2 separate regions of the Sus scrofa genome follow, and region 2 is linked to region 1. Evidence: chromatin contacts called from public Hi-C data. All regions are on one chromosome and are shown on one strand. Each heading gives the region's core, a stretch centred on a gene start, on an enhancer-like site or on the middle of the called end of the contact. The rest is flanking DNA. Distances are from core to core; before and after follow the strand shown.

What was found. A called contact is a pair of places that touch in the nucleus more often than the background predicts.
Region 2: a contact with region 1 is called in a Hi-C map of retroperitoneal adipose tissue, with 1.6 times the contacts expected there. The contact joins two enhancer-like sites. A contact is called at or near these places in 4 of 47 Hi-C or Micro-C datasets (embryonic fibroblasts, liver, retroperitoneal adipose tissue and 1 more) and 2 of 2 datasets of contacts at active chromatin or transcription factors (alveolar macrophages and skeletal muscle).

Annotation. Positions count from the first base shown.
Region 1 is chr13:96,343,174-96,347,224 of Sscrofa11.1, reverse strand. The region is part of intron 9 of KCNAB1 (potassium voltage-gated channel, shaker-related subfamily, beta member 1); the gene reads right to left. It overlaps LOC102161293 (a long non-coding RNA gene), which reads left to right. Exons shown (of 2, transcript XR_307003.3): 2 at 1,487-3,831. Among named protein-coding and RNA genes, the nearest start is that of SSR3, 45 kb to the left of the region's middle. Within about 2 kb of position 2,149, at least 4 of the 83 cell types and tissues checked have an H3K27ac peak or open chromatin away from gene starts, as enhancers often do. A contact at or near this core is called in retroperitoneal adipose tissue, where this site is marked.
Region 2 is chr13:96,920,187-96,924,237 of Sscrofa11.1, reverse strand. It overlaps LOC106505729 (a long non-coding RNA gene), which reads right to left. Exons shown (of 3, transcript XR_002337734.1): 3 at 2,885-4,051. Among named protein-coding and RNA genes, the nearest start is that of CCNL1, 82 kb to the left of the region's middle. Within about 2 kb of position 2,152, at least 52 of the 83 cell types and tissues checked have an H3K27ac peak or open chromatin away from gene starts, as enhancers often do. A contact at or near this core is called in retroperitoneal adipose tissue, where this site is marked.

The sequences.
Region 1 (4,051 bases), core at 900-3,399:
CAAAGGCAGGACAGAGCTTAGTGAGTTCATGCAATCAGGACGTCACTGTAGCAGTAGGAGGATAGGGCTACAAGATGAAGTTGACAGAGGGAAAGCCATGTTATTTGTGTGTTATTCAGGGTTTGAAGGGAAGTCACTAACATTTTAAGGTAAGGAAATGATCCAGTATACATTTCAAAACACTATCTGACCATGCTGTGGAGAATCAGTCATGAGGGAAGAGCTGGAGGAAGCAGAAAGATTTTTAGGGAGGTACTGTAGTATTCCAGGCAGGAGATGATGGGGATTTGGAATAGGGAGGTGGTAGTAAAGACAGAGACATGCATGGATTAAAATCTATTTAGGGGCTAGAATTCTCAAGACTTGCAGATGGAGTGAAAGTGGCAAGTGAGGAAAGGAAGGAATCAGGCATCTTCTAGATAACTGGCCATTCACTGAGATGCAAGAGACTGAGGGAGGAACAGGTTTGGGAGAAAGAACCAGGGTCCCTCTTTGGACATGCCAAAAATGGAGATGCCTGAGAGAGACCAAAGGGACATGTCCAATGGAGAAAACTGGATAATGACACAATAAGCAACTTGGGCTGGAAGCAGTCTGTTAATTATCAGTCTATTAACTGTATTTAAATCCATGCAAGTGGATGAAACTATGTAAGGGAAGTTTGTGCAGAGAAAAGAGAAGAGGTTCTAAGAGCCAGTGCAGGGTCAGAGAGAGGACACATCAGGGCTCTTGGGTCATAGGCAGCCAAGGGGGCAGGCAGGAAGCCAGAAGGGGGATGGTTCAGAATCAAGAACAGAGAGTGCTTGGAAAAGGAGCTGTGCCCACAGGCTGGAATGCCACGAGCGTCCAAGGCAGAAAGGCACAAAACAGTATCCACTGGATTTGGCCTTCCGATAGGGAGGTCATAGCAGGTCATGAAAAGGGCTGTGTCAGTGTCTGTGGTGTGACAGGACCAAGGCTAGGCTGGAGCAGATGGAATCATGGGTGTGGGGAAGGAAAGGTATTAGAGACACCCAGATTGGACTCAAGTTAGGAAATGGGAGCAGAGAAAGAGGGCAGTAGCTAAAGGGGTATTTAGGGTCAAAGGAGAGGTTTATTTTAAAGCTGAAAGATGTAAGAGTAACCCTGTATGCCATTGGCAGTGATTTAGATAGGGGAGTTATTGAGGATGGAAGCTTGGGGGTGCGAGAAAATGGCAGCGTGAGGTGGAGGAGGACCACACTCCTGTGGGTGAGAAGGACACTTCCAGCAAGATGGTAGGTACCCAGGAGGTTTGGAGAAGTCATCACAGGAAGACAGGGGAGCCCCCATTTGATGAAATCTATTCTCTATAAACTATCAATTAGTTGAAAAGAGGTAAGAAGTGAGGAAAAAGTGAGAACAATTCTGAGCATGGAAGGGCCTATGCAAGACACCCCAAAGCCCTGGGAACTTTAGGTGATGGTACTTTTTTGTTGCCTGATTTGTCTGGCCACTGACTTTGCAGGGAAGGGCTGATGGAATGCAGAAAGGACTAAAGGAGTCCATATCCAGAGAGGAAGCTGCAGCACAGAATACAAGGAGGAATGCAGAGAACTGAGAGCCACAGCTGGCGATTCATGTTGTCATAACAAAGTTTAATTTGATGCTATTAAATTTCTTCTCCCCTCCTCCCCCTCCTTTTTTAATGTCAGAGAAAAATCATCCACGTTGTTTAGCTAATAGGAAATTACTGTACTGATGGCTGAGGTGGGTTTTTAAACAAGATTCTACTAAAGGACACTAGGGGGCAGCATTGTTAAGAAAAAAAATTAAAAGTCTAAATGCTTGCTTTACTTTTAGATCACAGAAATGCTCCTCTCCCTTTTCCTCCCTCATTCCCTCTCTCTTTCTCTCCATGCTTGCAGCATGTGGAAATTCCCAGATCAGGGATCAAACCCTCACCACAGCAGAGACTCGAGCCAAAGTAGTGGCAATGCTAGATCCACCATCCACTGAGCCACCAGGGAACTCCCCAGAAATGCATTTTAAAAACATCCTAGTCAGAACATCAATTCTGAATGGGGGAAAGGTCATTAGGAAAATCATTTAGTGCACTGCATTCACCTACCTCTGGGAAAGGACATGCAGACAAACTGATTAAATCTGGCAACTCAGGACAATGTGTCTCCCCTTGCCCAGACTCTTTCACTTTTCCAGGAAGCCTTAGGGAAGCCTTAGCACTAATGGTTCTCAACGCTGGATGCACATTAAAACATTCAGGGAGCTTTGAAAACTACACTGTTTGGACTCCATGGAAGTTCTGTTGCATCTGACTCTCTGGGGATGAGGCCAGGCATCAATATTTTAAAAACTAATCTGAGATGATTCCGGTGTGTAGCCAGGGTTTTGTCTACATCATGGGTACTGAAGTGTGGCCACCATCACTAGCAGCAGCTTCTGGGAACTTTTTTTTTTTTTTTTTTTTTTTTTTAGGCCTGCACCTGTGGCATGTGGAAGTTCCCAGGCTAGGGGTCAAATAGGAGCTGTGGCTGCTAGCCTACATGGGGTCTGAGATGGGGATCCAGTCTTCATCTGTGACCTATCCCGGAGCTTGTGGCAATGCTGGATCCTTAACCCACTGAGTGAGCCAAGAGATCGAACCTGAGTCCTCATGGATAGGAGTCAGGTTTGTTACTACCATTGAGCCACGAAGGGAACTCCTGGAAACTTGTTAGAAATGCAAATCCTAGGGCCTTACCTCAGATCTACTGAATTACAAGTTCTGGATGTGGGTGGTGCCCAACAGTCTATTTTAAGCAGTTCTCCAAGCAATTCTGATGCAGACTAAAGTTTGAGAAACACTGCTTTATACCATCCCCAAGTAAGCCGTGTCAGTGAGTATCAATTTCCTCCCATACTTCCTCTTCTGTTCTTTTGTCTAATCTAAATGCTTTATGTTATACTTTAACCTTTAATTATTTGCTTTAGTGCATATGCAAACGGTCCCTGTGACATGCATGCATGCATATGTACACATACACACTTTAGTAGGAATTAGAATCACCTAAGAAATTTGAAAAAATGCAGAGGTCCAGCTCCTGGCCTACTGCAGTGAGCCTGGGCCTTTATATTATTTACATTAGCTCTCAAATCGTAGTGTTTGAGAAACATTATCTAAACTATGGGAAAATTTGTTTAAAATATTCCTGTGCACTCCTTTCTAGGTTGAATCATCATCAATATTTAACCTCCAGGCCACAGGCAGTTCTCTCTCTCGCTCCCTGGACCCTTGACCCATAACTGGTCTCTATAAAAGCTGTAAGTCAACTTGTTTCTCTAAGTATCCCAACTCCCCATCTGTAAAGTGAGGCTATATTGATCTTTCAAAGTCTGACATGAGATAATGTGTATAGAACTGTTACAGGCTTCAAGTCCCCTTCAAGGAGATTAAACCTGAAAACCTCTGGCCCTCTGGCCATTCCCTTCCTCCACCTTGAACAGCCTGGTAGGGCAGAAATATTGCCCATTTCTCATCCCACCTCTATATAACCTGTTTCCCATGCAAATAAGGTATCCTGCCCTGACACCAATCAGATCAAATATGCCCCACACAGAGATAAAATAACACTCAGCCCTAACACACTCTGCACAGCCATAGGGGACTAGAGCAAGAGAAATTGGGTCTACACTCAGGTCCACCTTGCGGGTCGGGGGTGGGGGGTGGGAGGTGGGGGTGGAGGGATGGGTGGGTATAAGAACAATTGTAAAATGAGTCGGGCGCTCTTTTAACAGGTGTGCATGTGAGTTCTCTCTCTGTCTCTCTGTCTCCGAAAATGTACTTTCACTTTAATAAATCTGTAAAACATCTGCTGTTTTTCTAATGCTTTGCTACATCGAGATGGGGACTGAGGAAACTGTGACTTTAACATAAGAATTTGTGAATCTAGAAGAATAACGCAAACTGAGTAACAAGTGTCTGGATGTGGCCCTGGTTGTTTCTTCTCAAATAAACTCAGATTCTAACATTTTAGTTACCACCCCCTCCCCACCCCATTAGTTGATACTCTTCATTTGGTAATATAGGTCATCT
Region 2 (4,051 bases), core at 903-3,402, 580 kb before region 1:
GTAGGGGCCTCTTACGCCTCCTGTACATCCCTATAACCATTCATTTATTCATCAGATACCTACTAGGTACTGCACCCTGTGCCAGGCCCTGGAGACACAGAAGAAACTGGGCCAAGGTTCCTGCATGGAGGAGTGAACAGCACAGAGAAGTGACAGTTCCTCCATCAATTGCCATGTGATGACGTTCACACCACTAAAAAGACAACAGCGCTGTGCTGTGGGAACAAAGGGAGTGGAGGCAGAGGCTTTGGGGTTTGTTGTGGGTTCTTGTCACAGCAAGGTTAGCCCAACAACTGCTTTGTTCTAATGACTCAGAAAAATAAATGAGGCTGGCACAGGCCACCCTGACACCACACACCTCTAGAATACCCTGGCTGCGCTGCATATTTTCATCCCTGGCGAAGTCACAGTGTTCTGACTATCCCAGCCTGTGTGGATGCTGCTAAGAGGAGGCAGACATCACCATGAGCTCCCTTAGATGACGCACTGCTTGATGTTCCCACTGTGGCAGTGGCTCCCTGTACATGACTGTCTCGAGCCCAGTCTTGCCAGGCATCCTGCCCCGCTCACTGTCTGTACTCTGGTCACACTCATGTCTTTCACAATCTTGAAGACACAAGTGCCATCTCTCTACAGAGATGCACAGGACCCTCCTGCTCTAGTTAATCCTATTTCTTCAGATTTCATTTGACTCATCAATTCCTTGGAGATTTCCCGGACATCCCATATTAAGTCAAACCCCTTGTTATGTACTCAGGGCATCACACATTGCAATGTCATGTTAATTTGCATGGGTATTTGATCAAGGTCATCTCCTTTTCTATTGTGTAAGTTGCATGAGGGCAGGAGCCATGTCTGTTTTGCTGACATTTTATTCTTGGTTCCTAGTATGACCTGGCAAAGAGTGGGCATTCAATCAATATTTGCTGAGAAAAACGAATGAATTATGGGTGCTATTAAGGGTAAATGGAAGAAAAACAGAAATGCAGGAAGAATAAGGATTGTATGGAACCCAGAGCTAGGACACAGGAAGATAATTTGAATGTACACAATCCTAAAACAGGCTGCAGGAGTTTCTTTAGACTAATTACAAAATGTGCAGAGTGCACAATATTTATAGTTATAATGTAATTTCCCTTCCTCCAGGCCACAACAGCCTTAGGGAAAACCAAGGATTTCAGGTCAATTCCCAAGATTTTTGGCTCTGTCTTCTCACCTCTTCCACCCCATCCAGTACACACGCTCTGCCTCCTCGGGGACTCGCGCCAGCTCTCCTCTGCCAGAGGGTGGGAAGGGCTGTGGTGGGATCAGAGACCTTGAGGGGGGTGCCTCTTAGGGGATCCACAAGTCTGGCCAGCCCAGCGCAGTCCTACAGCCCATATCACAGGCACTCTCTGCTGCTCCACCCTTCTCCGCTGGGGGCGCAATGGCCGCCTCTGTCGCTGTGAGGACCCCGCTAGTGCTACTGCGCCTCCTCCCCCAGCCAAGACCAGGAGGTGATTTGTCCTCCGTCTCACCTCCCCCGCCGCCCCACTCCCCAACTCGTTAGCCTGAAGTGGAGCGACAGTCCATTCGCCTTTCCTCTCTTATAGGTGATTCCCATCCTTCCTTGATTGTCATCGTTCTCAGCAGTTTTGTAGCAGACAAGTCATTTCCTCTTTGTTCATGAATCTTAAATCATGTTCTAGGGGTCTAGGGCCGGCCAGTTAGTTTCATTTCTCAAACTGGGTTTCCTCCACGGGGGGCCTGACGGGACCGGAGGTGGCAGCCATTCATACCATAAACGTTTATTGCATCAGAGAGAGAGGAGAGAGGGAGAGGGGGAAAGGGGGGGCAGAGAGAGAGATGAGCAATGCGGCCCTCAACCCGGGAACTCCTCCTCTTTTGGGACTCTTTACAGGCACCTTCATCCCTCGATGAGATATTCAGCTGTCAGGCCACAGGCTGAGAATTCATCATCTCTACACTAATTTTTGCTAGGAGCTAGGAGTTCAGCATAATGTTGATCTGTTTTTCTTCCAGCTTTTCCTACACAGATGACAATATTATTACCCTCAGCTTTTACAATGCAAGTCTATATACAGATCACAGGGTCCAAGAGGGCTCCTGAGTCATTTGAGATAATTACCCTTTTTTTTCTTTCTAGGTCTCCCATATCTGTGAATCAGCGATGAGGAAAATAGGGCCTCAGCAAAAGTAAGGGAGGCTTGAAGTGAGCAAAGCAGAGCAGAGTGTTGGCAGGAGCCGAGGGCTGCCACAGTGGGAACATCAAGCAGTGCGTCATCTAAGGGAGCTCATGGTGATGTCTGCCTCCTCTTAGCAGCATCCACACAGGCTGGGATAGTCAGAACACTGTGACTTCGCCAGGGATGAAAATATGCAGCGCAGCCAGGGTATTCTAGAGGTGTGTGGTGTCAGGGTGGCCTGTGCCAGCCTCATTTATTTTTCTGAGTCATTAGAACAAAGCAGTTGTTGGGCTAACCTTGCTGTGACAAGAACCCACAACAAACCCCAAAGCCTCTGCCTCCACTCCCTTTGTTCCCACAGCACAGCGCTGTTGTCTTTTTAGTGGTGTGAACGTCATCACATGGCAATTGATGGAGGAACTGTCACTTCTCTGTGCTGTTCACTCCTCCATGCAGGAACCTTGGCCCAGTTTCTTCTGTGTCTCCAGGGCCTGGCACAGGGTGCAGTACCTAGTAGGTATCTGATGAATAAATGAATGGTTATAGGGATGTACAGGAGGCGTAAGAGGCCCCTACAGTGAAGACAAGTTCAGCAGCACATTATTGTGTCGGTTCTCAACAGTTTGCAGGACCGAAAAAAGGAATAATTTGTCTTTTCTAGAATAGGCAGGTCTCCTGGGGATTGCACAAGGGAAGATGCTGGCCACCTGGGGACAAGGTGGGCAGAGGTAGATGAAAATGGAGGAAGTGACACAGGAAATGATGGTGCTTATCATAAGGAGATTTCAGCGCATACCAGGCAGAGCCCTGGTTCTCCAGAAAACTGACCAAGAGGGCCTGGGAACAGGGCTTGGGGAGGACAGCTCTCAGGGGTGCCAGATCTCAGCCCTTCATAAAGATGCCCAGGGGAACTACGACGCTTTCCCACAGCTGTCCACTAGGGGGAAGGCAGAGGCAGGAGAAAAGATGAGGTGGTCACCAGCCCCTCCTGAGCTGGGCACATCAGGCCTCAGTGCACCCAGGCTACCATCTGACACACTGGGCTGTTTGTATTACTCAGACGACAAGCCCAGGCCTCTCTTCCTGCCTGTCGGTGGCCTCTGTGATTTTATATGGTGTAGCCTGTGACATGAGATACCATGAGACCATGGTAACCAAGTACACAGCTTGGTGTGAGTGTTAATAAACAGAAAAAAGTAATCCCTGTTTGTCTTATTTTACTCACCATTTGTGGTTTTTCTATCCAGGCCTCATGTATCCTTTATTATCCTAAATAATCAAGATGTACCCGAATTCCATTACTTTTTAAAATGAAAAGGTACATGGGGGAAATATACCCATTTTATCCAGCCTTGAAAATAGCAATTATTTCCTTGTGTGGGAATTACCGTTTCCTCTTGCTATTCTGCCCAACACTCAACACATCATCTCAAGGGAAAATGATTTTCTTGATAATTCCCATATGCCTTAAAAAGTCATTTCCTTCTAAGAAACTCCTGATGATGGGAATTCTTAATTGGTTTAAATTTTTCCTAATCCTAAATGATTGAATATAAGTAGCACAACTGTCCTCCTACACAAATTATTCTTCTATACAACTTATCAGGCCCGTAGACCCAGGAATCAAATGAATGAGACTGAGCATAAAGGAATAAACATTTTACCAGGCGAGACCACAGAAATGTAAGTCCTTGTGTAGAAATGCTTCATACAGAATCAGAGGGTTTGAAAGTTGTTTTCCTGCCTGCTTAGAATGTCCAATTTGAAGCCCATCAATGCTTGATAACATTAATAGAAGACTTTGCTTTAATGAAGTTAAAGACTCTAATGAATTGCATCTTTAATTGGAATGAGAATAAACCAAC